2 separate regions of the Columba livia genome follow, and region 1 is linked to region 2. The links are chromatin contacts, called in public Hi-C maps. All regions are on one chromosome and are shown on one strand. The core of a region is the stretch at or near the end of the contact, and the rest is flanking DNA. Distances in the headings are between cores, read along the strand shown. Region 1 has its middle 39 kb from the start of TOP1MT. Region 2 holds the start of LOC102089843 (ly6/PLAUR domain-containing protein 2).

The links. A called contact is a pair of places that touch in the nucleus more often than the background predicts.
Region 1: a contact with region 2 is called in a Hi-C map of liver, with 5 times the contacts expected there. The contact joins the enhancer-like site here to the promoter of LOC102089843 in region 2. A contact is called at or near these places in 2 of 2 Hi-C or Micro-C datasets (crop and liver).

What each region holds. Positions count from the first base shown.
Region 1 is chr2:160,808,959-160,811,658 of bColLiv1.pat.W.v2, reverse strand. No RefSeq gene overlaps it. Among named protein-coding and RNA genes, the nearest start is that of TOP1MT, 39 kb to the left of the region's middle. Within about 2 kb of position 1,263, at least 1 of the 3 cell types and tissues checked has an H3K27ac peak away from gene starts, as active enhancers do.
Region 2 is chr2:160,752,256-160,754,955 of bColLiv1.pat.W.v2, reverse strand. LOC102089843 (ly6/PLAUR domain-containing protein 2) reads left to right here and starts at 1,281. Exons shown (of 3, transcript XM_005513746.3): 1 at 1,281-2,700.

The DNA.
Region 1 (2,700 bases), core at 14-2,513, 57 kb before region 2:
CCTTTACTCCAAAAAAAAAGAGCATTATTGTATCCCATGGTTAATATAAAGGGGAAATAAATTGTCCTGGGCATAGCCGAAGAGCAAATGGGTTATTTCCCTTGCCCAAAGGGCATTGCAGCTCAAGGATGCTTAAAACTGCCCTTCTCCCTTGGTGCAAAGCTACCCCGAGTGGCAATTACTCCTCTCCAATAGACCAAAGCTATGTAGGGAGTCAGAAGAGGCCTGTGTGATTCCTAACCACTAATTATGACCACTAATTATGGACAATTTGCATCACAGAGAGATGTCAGTCATTAGCACGTGGATGGGGCTGTCCAGAAAATTACCCTGAGCCTTCTGCTGTGTCATCATACAAGGCAGTGTTCACCCCCCGGGGTTTGAAAGGGGCTTGGGGGACCCTAAACAGAAATGGTTGTGCACTGGGTGGAAAATAATTCATTATCATCACTACAGACCCCACTGAGCTTCTCTGACCCCATTCAAAGATCTGATGGCGATGGGAGGGGTGGGAGAGAGGTGAAGGAGCCCTTCTGCTCTCCCCAGCACAGGGCAGGACTCGGGTTTTGGGGCACTGCACAGTGCAAAAGAGACAACTCAGCTGGAGATGGCCCAGGGTGTGGGAGAAAGATGCTACAGAGGCTCAGCATAGTGTTATTACAGGCATTTGTGGAGAGGATACCCAACCAGCCAGACATGCGGAGAGAGGGGAGAGTGGGCTGTTATCCTCCAAAGGGGCTAAAAGACCCCAGTGCAAGAGGTGGAGAAAGGTTCATGGAGAAATAAGTGTCCAAGCATGGCACTTAGAATCACAGAATCTTAGAATCATAGAATCATTTGGTTGGAAGAGACGCTCAAGATGACAGAGTCCAACTGTTATCCTAATGCTGGAACTAAACCATGTCCCCGAGAACCTCATCTCTGTGTCTGTTCAACCCCTCCAGGGATGGTGACTCCACCACTGCCCTGGGCAGCCTGTTCCAATGCCTGACAGCCCTTTCTGGAAATAAATTGTTCCTAATATCCAATCTAAACCTCCCAAGGCACAACTTAAGGCCATTGCCTCTTATCCTATTGCTTGTTACTTGAAAGAAGAGACCAACCCCCCCGCTCACTCCAACCTTCTCTCGGGTGGTTGCAGAGAGTAAGAAGGTCTCCCCTCAGCCTCCTGTTCTCCAGGCTGAACCCCCCAGGTCCCTCAGCCGCTCCCATCACACTTGTGCTCCAACCCCTCACCAGCTCTATTCCCTTCTCTGAACTCACTCCAGCACCTCAAAGTCTTCCTTGGCGTGAGGGACCCAAAACTGAACATACGATTTGACATGCAAACAAAGTCCTTTCAGTGGCTGGAGCTGGCAGGCACATGTAGAACTGAGATGAAGCAACAAACAATCACAAATTTTATAATAAATACCTGGTTGGAGATAATAACTAGCAGTTTAAATACCTAAGGGACTTGTTGGATAGACGTCAGGGGGAGCTGTGACGTGACTCCTTCAGGTCCAGGTTGTAGGACAGTTGGACTTGCTGTGTGTGGTTGTCACTAGTCCTCTCTGCTGTAGGATCTATCAGCTTCCAGCCTCAAGCAGCCAAACCCATGCAATAAATTTAGCCCCAAGCTGTGCATGTGAGAAGTGATGAGGGGGGGTTGGAAGCATCAAACCTTGCAAAAAGGATAGCAGTGGTGCCCTGGGCAAGGGTTCCCAGGAGTGGGGGTGGCAGATGAGGACATCCAAGTCTTCCTGTGGTCGTCAGCCACCCCATCTGTCCCACGGCCACCCGCGCCACCGAGATGAGTATCACATCAGCCGGGAAAACACCAAACCACCCTTCTGAAGTGCAGCAGCCCCTGATGTGTTGCCTAATTATCTGCAGGGCTCGGGGTGGGAGGGGAAGTCTATGGGTTTTTTTGTGGGATAGTTGGCATAATCGGGATGCTGGTGAGACCTGCTGGGTCACTCGACCCAGAGAGGAGGGAGTAACATGTCTGTCCCTGGCAGGTACCAAGCTCTGCTGCAGGACTGACAAACTCCTCTCTGGACTTATGACACCTCCCTGTTGGGGGCTTGGGTTGAAATGCTGTGGGAAGTTCAGCTTTGGGGGAAATTCCAGCTGTTTGGGGAAACCAGGATTTGTCTAAACCAAAGCCAGAAGCTGAAACGCACTTCCCAGGCAATGCTTGGGGTCAACCCCCATTTCTGTTTGTAGTACAAGTTAAAAGAGGTTTCTTTTATTTTCTTTTATATTTTCTTTTTTTCTTTTCCTTCTTTTTTTTTTTTTTTTTTTTTTAATTATTATTCTCCTTTTCTTTCTTGATTTTGACTTCATAAAACATACTTTTGATTTCAAGCATCACAAATTGAAATGGCCTTCAGGGACTCATGCTGTTGTCTTCATTAAGGTACCTAAATGCTGGATACCTCAGCCTGTGCCCGCCCCTCGAGTTGCATTTTTGGGGTGATTCCCCCCTCTTAGGAAAGGCACTGAAGATAGTGCTTGAAGGGCTCAGTGGAGACCCCAACTCTTTCCAGAGGTTTGGGGCAAGTGATTCAGAGAAACCTACCATTTACATGGCTAAATTAGTTGTTTTGCATCCCAGACTTGGTGAGAAAAATGATTATAAAAAAACAAAAGCAGCAAAACTGTCAAAAAAAACCCACCTACGAGAGTAAGCTTGATGGAATTTGACGCGTTTCCATA
Region 2 (2,700 bases), core at 32-2,531:
TTCATAACATCTCTGCTGTGAGCAAAGAACTAAACTTAAAAGCCATCAGCATAGCTGTGTCCTGATGCCTGCTCATGCTTTTGCAAGGCTCTTAAGGATGCTACAATGGACAACCCCATGGGCTAAAAAGCTACGAGCAGGGTTATGAGACCTGGCTGCCTCCTCCAATCATAGAATCATAGAATAGTTTGGATTGTAAGGGACCTTCAAAGGTTATCTAGTCCAACCTCTGCCATGAGCAGGGACATCTTCACCCAGAGACCCGTCCAGCCTGGTCTGGGATGTCTCCAGGGATGGGGCATCCACCATCTCTTTGGAAAACATGGGCCAGTGTTTCACCATCCTCATAAAAAATTTCTTCCTCGTATCTAGCTTGAATCTCCCCTCTTTTAATTTAAAACCATCACCCCTTGTCCTGTTGCAACAGGCCCTGCCAAAAAGTCTGTCCACATCTTTCTTATCAGCCCCTTTTAAGCACTGAAAGACCACAATAAGGTCTCCCTGGAGCCTTCTCCAGGCTGAATACCCCAACCCTCTCAGCCTGTCCTCCCAGCAGAGCTGTTCCAGCCTCAGATCATTTCTGTGGCTCCTTTGGCTCTTCTCCAGCAGTTCCAAGTGTGTCCTGTGCTGAGGACCCAGAGCTGGACCAGCACTGCAGGGGGTCTCACCAGAGCAGAGCAGAGGGGCAGAATCACCTCCCTCCATATGCTGGTCATGATCCTTTTGATGCATTGGCCTTCTGGACCATCTCCTTCCTATCTTAACTTCTCAGAGTTTGCTCATACCAAGTACTTATGCAAGGGAACAAGGGCTGATGGGAAGAGCATTCAGCAGGCTACTTACCCTATACAAATAGCAAGTTATATTAGTGGTATTGCCAGGGGACATATCTGAAGGTCAGTTTGCACATGCTCTCGAGCCTATAGATGAGGAATAGATTACATATGGAGATCTTTTTCTTTTCCTCTTCACTCTCTTTTTGTCTTTCTTTCCTACTCATGGGCTATATTCTTGTACGCTTAGGATATGGTAGAAGAGATATTTGCAGTTTTTCCTTTTGAACACATGTGGCAAAGATTTCTTTGATAGATATATGTATATTTGAGAGAGAGGGAGGGTATGACAGCTTGTCAAATGCAAGAGATGTTATTCAACAGTTTAATCCCAAGCATGATATGATCAGTTCTGCCAACTCTCACAATTTCTGGTTCTACTATACATCTTTTTTTCTAATTCCCAAGACCCCAGCACCAGAAATTGTGAGAACCTCAGCTACTGTAAAGCCCTGGAGTGAAAGGCCTGAAAATGTGCAGCTACAATAATTAAAAACATAAATAATAATAAGAAAATAAATAACAAGAGCCCAGCATTTATAGAGCATTAAAACTAGTGGCTCGTTAAACCCAACATGTGATTTGGAACTTGAGGGCCATGGTGGGACAGCCCTTAAGTGCTTTGAATGTGTTTACTTGGACTGTGGAAGTAGAGATCGAAATCTCAGCAGAAAATTCAGTTCTTCATCTTTTCTGACAAGACAAGAGGTTACGAGGGGAGGCAGATTTGCTCCGTACAAGCATAAAATATCCCCAACACTTCTCACTGGAAAATGAGAAGAGCTTAAGTCAAAACCTGCTCATTTTGGAGCATGCTAATGAGAAAGTGGTTTCTGTGCTTCCACCCTGGAAACTGCTGTATTTCAGCGGCAGCTGCTGCCATCTACCACTATGCCAATGTCGCAAGGGTTCTTATTTTTGTGTATAGTCCGTACAAAGCTTACTGCAACACCAGCCCTTTCCACTCAGGTTCGCTGTTTGCTGGAGGATTTAAAAATGAACAAAGTTCTTCCAACTGTTTTTGGGATTTTTTTTTTTGCAAAAGGTGTTTTGGAAAACACAAACCTGATGTGACTTTGTTGCACAAACAGCCAGAACAAATAAGGCCAGTTGCTTAATGATTACTCAAATGATCCACCTCATTACTCAAAATATGTCCTTGCTTGACGTTAAGTTACTCAAGTTACAGATTATTTGAGGTTACTTGCCTCCCAAGGACCCTATTTGCCATGAAGGAGGCTGTGGTCCCACCACACCTGCGGGAAGCTTGGTAGCTCTGGTCCAGGTCCCTATTTGTCCATGCTGGAGTGAGATATAAGCATCGATGCTCTTCTGTCTCTGGAAAAGCAGATGTGGTGCACATCTGGATGCTTGGAGGTTTAGAGCCCTATCACGAGCCTATTACTCTTGTGATCCCAACGCTTTTGCACCTTGAAGTTGGGCTGTGCTTTCACTGTCATCCTTGGTTGCGAGGTGTTCCGGGTCTCAGCTGTTAGGGGTGAAGATGGCTCTGAATCCTTCCTTGATCCCAGAGGAGTTATTTCGCCCCTGGAAAGCTTCTGTCTGAGGCTATAGAACTGGAATGGGGATAGACACACCCAGTTTTGCATTTTGGGAGCGCCCATGGTGCCCATGGAAGTGAAGTCCTGGGTCAGTCCTGCCATCTACTGGCTTTTGACAGATTTGGTAGAGACACTTTGAAGCCCAGATCTCACAAGTCAAGGAGGAACCATCAACGTGTGAAATCAGGAGTAGGGAGCCAAGGGTGAGTTATCTTTAACCAGATAATTGCATGCAAAACAGGGAATCAGAAACCTTAGAGACAGACTGAATGTTTTAATTTGTCCACCTTTGCTCTGATAGTGTA